Linked DNA regions of Zea mays: all the other regions are linked to region 1. Evidence: chromatin contacts called from public Hi-C data. All regions are on one chromosome and are shown on one strand. The core of a region is the stretch at or near the end of the contact, and the rest is flanking DNA. Distances in the headings are between cores, read along the strand shown. Region 1 holds the start of LOC103630775 (auxin-like 1 protein). Region 2 holds the start of LOC103630768 (protein MIZU-KUSSEI 1). Region 3 holds the start of LOC732730 (absence of first division 1).

Region 1 (2,917 bases), core at 168-2,667:
CGTCCACGGCAAATGTTGAATACTTGTTATCAAGTCATCCAACTCTTCTTCAATGCTCAACTTTTTTAAATCCATGGAAATAGACAGTGGTTGTAATGTCCGCCGTATGAGGATCTCCACGATGTGATTACAACATTACACATAAATCTTAATTCGAACAATATATATTCACATGAAAAAATAAACAAAAGCCCGCAAACAGCGAATCCTTAGTAGAGACCCTCAAATGCCATAGAAGCACAAAGGGGGGGAGGGGGCAAATGGCAATACCAGCACCACCTGGTGACACCATTTCACGCTGAGCCGAATAATGAGTGAGTAGAAAAGGCTCTGCTTTTCTCTCTCAAAGAAGGGAGACACCTTTACGAACCAGAAAATGGAAAACTGTCCCAGTAACGCTTAATGCTGCATAAACAGCTTCTCCGACGCTAACACCACTCTGGACGCAGAGCAAAGCGGCGTAAAAAGGAGGATCGGAAGAGGCACCTTTACAACGAGAAGAACGGTAGATGTGCAATGTTAAAAGCCCGCAAATCCCCCCTCTCACCCACCTAACCAATCATCCCACCAACAGACTAGGACGTGACACGGTCGCATTTCCGAATGGAGGAAGCAAATCGTGAACCCCACTCATCGCCGTTTTCCGAATCAACGTCTGCAAACGAAGAACGCGCAGACCGGGGAAGCAGTAAGGGCCGCCCGCGCTGTTCACCCAGCCGGAAACACACACACACTGACACACATAGAGGGAGAGAGGCAGGCGACGACTGTCGGAGAGGGTCAGAGGGCGGGAGGGAGGGCGTGCAGCACAGCGCAGACCTGGTGGAGCTCCCGCTGGACGAGGCGATCTCCGGGTCCGTCTCCCCTGCGGCGTCGGGAACGGGCTCCGGCTGCGGCTCGCCGAAGAGGTCCTCGTACGGCAGCGCAAAGTCGGCGAAGTCGAAGCGGCCGAAGATCTCCCCGTAGTCCCCCTTCCCGCGGCAGGCGAAGAAGCCCTCGGCGGCGGCGAGCGAAGGCGCGGGCGGCAGGTCTAGGTACGGGATGGAGCAGGTCGCCGCGACGCCGCCGAACACCTCGGCGTAGTCCAGCGGCGCGGCCCCGAACGGCGCTGCGAAGCGCGGCGGGCCGCCGAACACGTCCCCGTACGCCGCCCGCGCCGCCGCCGCTCCTCCTCCTCCCACGCCACCAACGCCCACCGCTCCCGCCGCCGCTGCCTTCCGGTGGTGCCTCCTCTCCCTACGCGCCGCGTCCATGGCCGCGCCACGCGCGAGCGCGCTAGGGCTTTCTCACCGCCCCGCTCCCTACACCCTGGTCCACCCTCTGTGCACAGGGTTTTGGGGGGGCGAAGGAGGAGAGGAATGGAGGGGGGAGCGGGAGGGGAGGCGAGAGCGAGGTTGGGGGAGTGGGACTGTGGGAGGCGAAGCGGAGGCCAAGCGCAGGGACAGGGGCGAGCAGGCAGGCGGGCAGGGCTTTACTCGGGAGTTGCGGTGTTTGGGACGGTGTCCGTCCGTGTTTTACCATTAAAAAAACTGCCGCGCCTGGGTCGCCCCGTCCTTGTGTGTGGGGACCATGGCAAATTGGCATGGGCACCACGGCCCGCGGTGTGGAAGGGCTGCGGCCCTCGGTGGCGTTGGCTGTTTTTTTGCGTTGCGGCCGCGCGGAAAAGCGTTGTCTCGCTCCCATTCCGTCCCGTCCCATCCGGCCGTCCCAGGGGAGGAGGACGCGGGCGGAACCGCGTTGGCGCGGGTCCCTATCCCTGTCGCTTCCTGCCTGATGCCAGCTACGGCGGGCGCGCGAAGCCTTCGGGCGTTGGCCGTTGGATTGGAATTGGACGAAAGACGGCGGCGGCTTCGTGTTTTTTTCACCGTGCCTAGGCTTTGTCGCAAGCTCCTGCAGAAAACCCACTACTAGATAAGCAAATTACTGATCAAATGAAATCTGCTAGCACACTAAGGAAAGTTTGAAAGCACCATGATTTCTAGGAAACTGGTTTCTGTCTCCTGGATCGTGTTTTAGGAGAGCTGCTGGAAACAGGATCGTGTTCTCTCAAGTTCCTCCAAAGGGCTCATCCTACGTGTGATTTGGAGGTCCTCACGCCGAGAGCAGGACAAGTCCCCGTGGCCCGTGGAAGTGGACGGAGCTCACAGTGCTCCTCCACCTGCACGGCGTACACGGTGGCGCTGCCGTGCCTGCCGTCAGAGACATCGGCCGACCATGGACACACGCATTGACACCCGGAGTGTCTCAGCGACTCAGCCTCAGCCTGAAGCCTCGGCGCGTGGACAGCGACGCCCGCGCGCTCCCTGTTCCAGCAGATGTCCTTCCCGGCGTCGCCATGCCCCACGTCCCGATCACGGCAGCTCCAATTCATGGCCATGAGCGGTCGATCGAGCGAGCCGAGGGGAACTGGCACGCGTGCTTGTGGTTTGTTCGCAGTCAGGCACGGCGTCTGTTTCGTGGTCGTTGAGTAGCTGACATTCGGACACGGACGAGAGCGAGAGGCACGCGCGTAGTCCTTGGACGCACTGCAGATAGGAGTAAAAGCCCCCCAACGGTTCTGTCTGTCAGCAGCACGCTCTCGGCTCTCGGATGAGAATGACAGACACTAATCCGTGCGTCTCATCATGGTTTGGACGACATTAGATAGACGGGACGGGCGCGAGGTTACTTGCACGCTAATGAACCTTGTTTGCGCCCTTGCGCGTGCGAGACATGGCAGACTCACTGACAGTGAAAGAAAGAAAGAAAGAAAGAAAGAAAGAAAGAAAGAAAGAAAGAAAGAAAGAAAGAAAGAAAGAAAGAAAGAAAGAAAGAAAGAAAGAAAGAAAGAAACGGCTCGGGCAAGGAGGGACGATCCAGGGCGTGTTGGATGGTCGCCGGGAGCCTGCCGAGCACGCGCGCTGGCTCTGGCATGTAC
Region 2 (3,053 bases), core at 80-2,579, 260 kb after region 1:
GGCCTTAAGGTTGTTCCGATCCATTTGGGTTTTCAGCTCCTCTTGAATCAATCCAATGACATTGACTCTGGCGAAGAGCGTGTCAAAATTCTCCATGACTTGTCGTCCTCCCTCCGTGCTCTTGGACATGGCGGTGTCCAACAAGATCTTGATCTGCATCCAAGGTTTTAGGTGGAGCCGTGGTGACTGATGCAAGAAACCTCTGCGACCCATACCCTATTTCGTGCTTAGCACTGTCTTCGCCTGCCGACTGCCGGCCGCCTCCATGCCATGTCGTGTCGGTGTCGCCGGACGGCATGGGCCTGCCGTTCTGTAGCTCCGTGGCACCCTCCAGTACCCATCGCAGTGAGACCATGTTTGGTCTTGTTGTGCCTCCTCATTCTGCCTGTCAGCTGTCACCGTCCTTCCAGAATTCCCACCGTGCTGCATGTTAGGTGGCCGGCATTGGTTGGGGCGGCCGTGCTGTGCCGGCAGCCGTATCGGCATGCGATGCGACTATGGGGGTGTTTGGTTACACCCCGCTAAAATTTAGCCCATGTCCCATCGAATGTTTGAACCTCCGTTCCGGGTATTAAATGTAGTCGGATTATAAAACTAATTTGTCAGCCGAAGATTAAAAGACGAGACAAATCTAGTCCAGTTGGTTGGGTCTATATTTCATACTCCTATTTAAAAGTCAAACGCTTGATGTGACCCGGGCTAAACTTTAGCAGGAGCAACCAAACACCCCTATGCGAGGAAAGGAAATTCTCCGGCCCAAAGGATTCTGCTGGCCGTATGGCTGGCTGCATCACGTCACATCTGCACTTCTACCATGATAGGTTATTTCCTCACCTAATTGTAAATACGTGTACACGGTGCTAGAGAGTCAAAACGGTCGGTTGATGACACATGTCATGCTCATCACCAGTATTTATACGCAGGTGTACTTACCCGTTGATTTGATTTTAGTAGAGATGAATTTCTAGGTATAATTTGTGTGTGTACAATGATCTGTCGCGGCGGACGCAGATTGGGATGTATCATGTACACGGCTAAATTTGGGCCGTTCGATCGATCGTCATTGATGAGTGGAAGGACAAGGACTGTTGGTGTACTGTAAACAGCTAACGTGATACTTATGTCCTACACAACACGAAACCATGCAAGATGCAGCAGACGCGAAATTAAAGACCGGGGGCCAGGGCTGGATTGAAGAAGGCAAGGCGGCCGCCGGCCAGGGTCATCATCCAGCGGACATTAGAAACAGCGGCCAGGGTCCGTAGCAGCTTCTGCAAAGCTGAAACAAACCGGGCCTAGACTAGGGCGGCGACGCCGCGACGGACGGAGCTAGGCCGCGGCCCGTGTCGTCTCTGGCCCTCCTCCCCGCCGATCGCGTCGCACAGCACGGGCACGGCGTCGTGGTCTGGTCTCGTGCTGTCGTGCAGCACTAGCAACAGTACCAATCACAGCTACAGAGTGCTGACGTACTAGGACGGTGAGGCTGGCAGCTCGTACGGCGTGTCACGTCGCCACCTGGACGGCGGCCTGCGCCGGCGCTGGCTCTTCCGACGCGGCTGGTCCCTTGCCGCCACGCACCGTCGCCGTCGGTCCCCTGGCTGGCAGTGGCAGTGGCAGTGGGTGGCCGGCCTTCCACCTGTGGCTTGTGTGGGCTGTGGCGGTGTGGCTGGCCTATGGCCCGGTCAAAGCAAAGCAAGCGAGAGCAGCAGCAGGCCAGCAGCTTTCGCTTTGGAATTTTGCCGGGCCAGCCGCGTCTTTGGGTTTGGGACCCGCGCTCGCGTGGTGCTGGTGCCGCCGATCCCCAGGCAGCTTTTGGCAGCGGGAAAAAAACAGCAACGGCCTACTCTCCCCGTCGTCTTTCTGTTCTGCTCCTGCAATCTGCCGCAGCCGTCCTCAGTCTGTCACGTTCTCACCCGCTCGCTCACTCAACTCATTCCCGGTTCTAATGAAAAAGAAAGAAAGAAAGTTGCACACCGTAGTAGTAGTAGCAGCATTACACGAAGAATGGAAAAGGAGTAGGAATCGCATGTTACAGTAGCGTGTTCCAGCTCGTAGATCTTGAGAAAGATTTCAGTTAAAGAAAACGCTCTAACAGAGCCACATAGATGAAACAAAACGGTCTGCTGTGAAACGAAACGACCAAAACTCTGGAAACTGATGCCTTGACAGGCAGGCTTACCAACAAATGTTCGTTCCTTCTCTCTTTTTCTCTCTCTCTTGACAGTGGAGAAATGTTCTCGCACGGTTTTACTGTGTTGTTCTCAAGTCAAGATGTATTGGCAAACATAGTGTTTCCATGTGCGCTGTTTACAGTTTTTATTGTGCTCGCTAGGAGAAGAGCAGCTGAGCCTGTGGCTCTATGAACTTCGGTTCGGTACAGTTAAGCAAAGCGGCACCGCATCTGCATGCCCATCTCCTTCAATATCTAAATGATAAAAAGATGACAGAGTTTAGATTAATTTCTCATAATATGTGACAGTGACAGGTAAATAACTCTAAACTGTATATATATGTTGTTTTTTAGAGTTATTAGAGCAACAAAAGAGGTACTCCAAAAATTTGTGCTCTAGTTCTAAAAACTCTATAAAGTTTACAACTATGTAGTTAGAGTGTTTGACATGCTTTGATCAGCTCAGTTTTGCTCTGTAATCATGACAAACACGTCCTAAGACGTGCTTAAAGGTATACTGTTCAAACAGTAAGCCTGCAGACGCCATTTAGAGACTTTGTTTATACCCTGACAGATGGTGGCATTATGCTTATATCTAGTACTTCTACTCGCCTATCTCCGGCATACATACATGAATTAGGCAATACATGAATTAGGCAGGACAAACCTAGTACTCCCTCCGTTTCTTTTTATTTGTCGCTGGATAGTGCAAAATTACACTATCCAGCGACAAATAAAAAGAAACGGAGGCAGTATAAAGATCAGGTGATCAAGTCCACGTTTGTTCGGAACCTGAACAATATGATCATCTTGGTATGAGTTTTCTAATCTCGGCATTATGTTTCATCAGTGCATCATCATCAACCACCAACATTCTCATTCA
Region 3 (3,152 bases), core at 208-2,707, 340 kb before region 1:
TGTAGCTGTGAATCCCATTTTCGTTTCCCACGGCACACAAATTGCACCAGATACCAATTCAGTTCAAGCAAACTAACACATATCTATCTCCTAAGAACTTCCATGAACATCTCAGCCAGATCACAACATTCGCCAATCCAAACAACCAGATGAACACATCACAGCCTAAACGCACACACAACAATCTCTGTTTTAAGAAAGCTAAGAAGCAAACACCAAGTCTCATCAATAACAACATCAACAGCATGAATGCAGTGCAACCTTACTCAAACCGAACCCCCTCAACCCCAGCATGTAACATCTATAAACGCTTAGAAAGGGAGGAGACCGGTAGCACACTTACTTGGCTTGAGTTTTACCCTTGGGGAGGACGGTGGGGTCTGTGACCGGTTTGATCCGCCATGCCTCGTTGATCTCAGTCTGCACGAGAAGTTAGTGGTATAACTCGAACTGAATTCGCAAGGATATTCAAATCGACTGACCAGGACACAGAAAACACTCGGGCAGATCCTGAACTAGTTCTTACCAGAAGCCGAGAGACATCAGCTGCGAGAAAGAGAACACATGATCGATTTTAGAATTGGGATGATGAAACACTGGGAATTCAAACAAAATCAACATCAAGTAGGATGTAGGGAGGAAGAAACTTACTGTAGAGAAGCTTCACCTTCCTCTCGTACACGATCACCACGCCACCTGCTCACGCATTTCGAATTTTCGACCATGGAAATTGGAACGTAAAAAAAAACTATCCAAAAAATGGGAGGAACAGTTTTGGGTGGCGCAAGCAAAATCGAACTCACCCATGAGGATTCCAGAGAGCCTCAGAGCCATGGGCACCGAGGGGTTCAAAATTTCCTCACTAAAAGTGAAACACACAAACAAAAGTCAGCAAAAACAAATAAAAAAAACACAAAAATAGCAGTCAAAACCGTGCGGAACTCGAATCCCTGGGACCAGTTTCCCCACCAGATTTTGATGATGTCGAGCTTGTCGAGCCGTTTGCGGTTGATCTTCGAGTGGAGCGTCGCCGCCATCCTGAAACCACAATGCAAACGCAGTTAGTGACCGCCAAATCGGCGCGAGCGTGGCCATCACTGTGGGTCGATGCCAGGATAAGGCATAGAACCAAACGCATTGCAAGGAACAAGGAAGGGAAACGAGCGCGATTAGAGCCCGCAACGAGAGGCATAGGAGGTGCGATCAAGGGAGCAGACGCGCCATATCTGGCCGAGCGGCGCCTTCCGCGCGAGAAGCTGATGCGAGTAGAACATTCTCGACCGAACGGGCAGAGGAGGAGGAGGAAGAGGGCTCGGAGCGGAGCGGCGCGCCGCCGCGGAGGCAGCGAGAAGCGAAGTGTGTGTTGGTATGGGGGTTTTGGCCTCGGCTAGGAGAGGCTGGACCGCTGGACCGCTGGAGAGCTGGGTTGTCTACTTGTCTCTTGTCTCGTAATCTCGTTCTCGTGGAGAAAAAGAAAGAAACGGGGGCGGATCGGTTAAATCGTGCGCGTGGGGAGGGCAATATCGGAAACCTATCGGGGGTCGTTCCGCGCCATTCGCCCATTCCCACGTCCTCATGTAGCCACAGTGCCACACAAATGATGTGAAGCAATCTGGGTATCTTTGGTTCAGGTCATTTAGGGTTTGGTATTATATAATCTAAATTCTATGTAAATAAGCTAGTGATAGACAAACTAAGTATGAAGCAACTTATGTGATAAAATTATATAATCTAGTACTTGAGATTATGATAACCCTATAAGCTTCTCAAAAGATGCTTATATCAGCTTATTTTTAATAAAAGACCCACTATTAATCGTAAGTTGATGAAAATTACCCGGTACTGCCATCCATCTACCCATGATCGTTCTCACCTAGCCCAACTTAGACTTGACCTCTCCTTCTCCTCCCTAATGATCTCCTCCGAACCCTAGCCGCTAGTGTTTCATATGGTTGATTCTAGACCGCCATGGATCCCAACAATGTTGAGGATAACCTTTCCAAAGCTTTGGAGCACCAAAATTTGTTGCCACGATGCGAGCTCGTCTTCGATTGTAACATGTATCATGTTAGCACGCTGAGAAAGGAGACACTGATAGCCCCGACGTATGCGGTGGCTTGGGGCATGGCGTTGGACAAGGCGGTTGTGTATCCCAGAGGTGCAGAACTACGATGTTGAACACGGATAGACCGGCTTAGTGCGTGGTCTTAGGCGTGGATCAACCAATGTTCGGCGCAGAACTACCAGTAGCCTGTCGCGAGGCACGTCACGCGACATGGCCAGCGACATTGGACACAGCGCAACCTCCCTAGAGTTTAGCACTAGCAGAACAACACCTATAGATACATTGAACTCCATAGTTCATTGTATTGCATCTATAGTTATGGTCACTGCAAGGATGTAAATGTTACATAATTTGTTGGAATAATAGAAATAAATCAAAACAAATAACTACATTATGAAGTATGTCTTAAAAGAACCATCTAGGTTAAGTGTGCTTGGTCTAGAGCAATCTTAGGATGTGTGCCCGACCGACAAATCCTCCCTAGTTCGTATGAGTGAGGATAAAGTGCGCACAAAAGACTCGTGTTGGTTTGTAAGGATGGTTTATGGTTCTAGAGGGTTGTCAGGAGTAAGTATCACTGGTCCGACAGTGGATGAGATGTTACAAATGGTATCAGAGACGACCCTCGTGGTTTCACGGACGTGTGTAGGCTAGGGTTTTGGGTATATGTTGCACGACGTATGTAGGCTCAGAGTGGTCAAATGGCATGGAATATGACGACACTAGACATACAGTCACGGGTAAGAGGGAGGTTTTTGGCTTGGGGTTGACCGATGAGGACGTCGGTCTTCTAAGAGGGAGGATTGTGATATCCTAGCCTGGTTGGATTGTGACATCCTCGCTAAGACTTAATAAAATTAATAGAATATCCATATCAACAAGGTGTATCTTTTTTTCGGAAGCCTGCTGCGAAAGAACCTTTAGGTTAAACGTGTTTGGCCTAAAGCAACCTTAGGATGAGTGATCGATCGAAAAGTATTCTCTGGTGCGTATGAGTGAGGACAAAGTACGCACAAAATTCTCGTGTTGGTCTGTAGAATGGTCTATGGTCTTATAGTGCTAACAAAAGTAATTACCACCGAAAGTA

What was found. Hi-C and Micro-C count contacts between places; a contact is called where the count stands out from the background.
Region 2: a contact with region 1 is called in a Hi-C map of tassel, with 3 times the contacts expected there. The contact joins the promoter of LOC103630768 here to the promoter of LOC103630775 in region 1. A contact is called at or near these places in 3 of 25 Hi-C or Micro-C datasets (bundle sheath, leaf and tassel).
Region 3: a contact with region 1 is called in a Hi-C map of bundle sheath, with 1.8 times the contacts expected there. The contact joins the promoter of LOC732730 here to the promoter of LOC103630775 in region 1. A contact is called at or near these places in 2 of 25 Hi-C or Micro-C datasets (bundle sheath and tassel).

Annotation. Positions count from the first base shown.
Region 1 is chr6:177,722,748-177,725,664 of Zm-B73-REFERENCE-NAM-5.0, reverse strand. It overlaps LOC103630775 (auxin-like 1 protein), which reads right to left and starts at 1,417. Exons shown (of 8, transcript XM_008651838.3): 1 at 820-1,417. The coding sequence starts at 1,253.
Region 2 is chr6:177,459,475-177,462,527 of Zm-B73-REFERENCE-NAM-5.0, reverse strand. It overlaps LOC103630768 (protein MIZU-KUSSEI 1), which reads left to right and starts at 1,329. Exons shown (of 1, transcript XM_008651832.4): 1 at 1,329-3,053.
Region 3 is chr6:178,058,517-178,061,668 of Zm-B73-REFERENCE-NAM-5.0, reverse strand. LOC732730 (absence of first division 1) reads right to left here and starts at 1,457. Exons shown (of 20, transcript NM_001112359.2): 1 at 1,222-1,457; 2 at 970-1,038; 3 at 804-862; 4 at 652-696; 5 at 527-546; 6 at 344-420. The coding sequence starts at 1,274.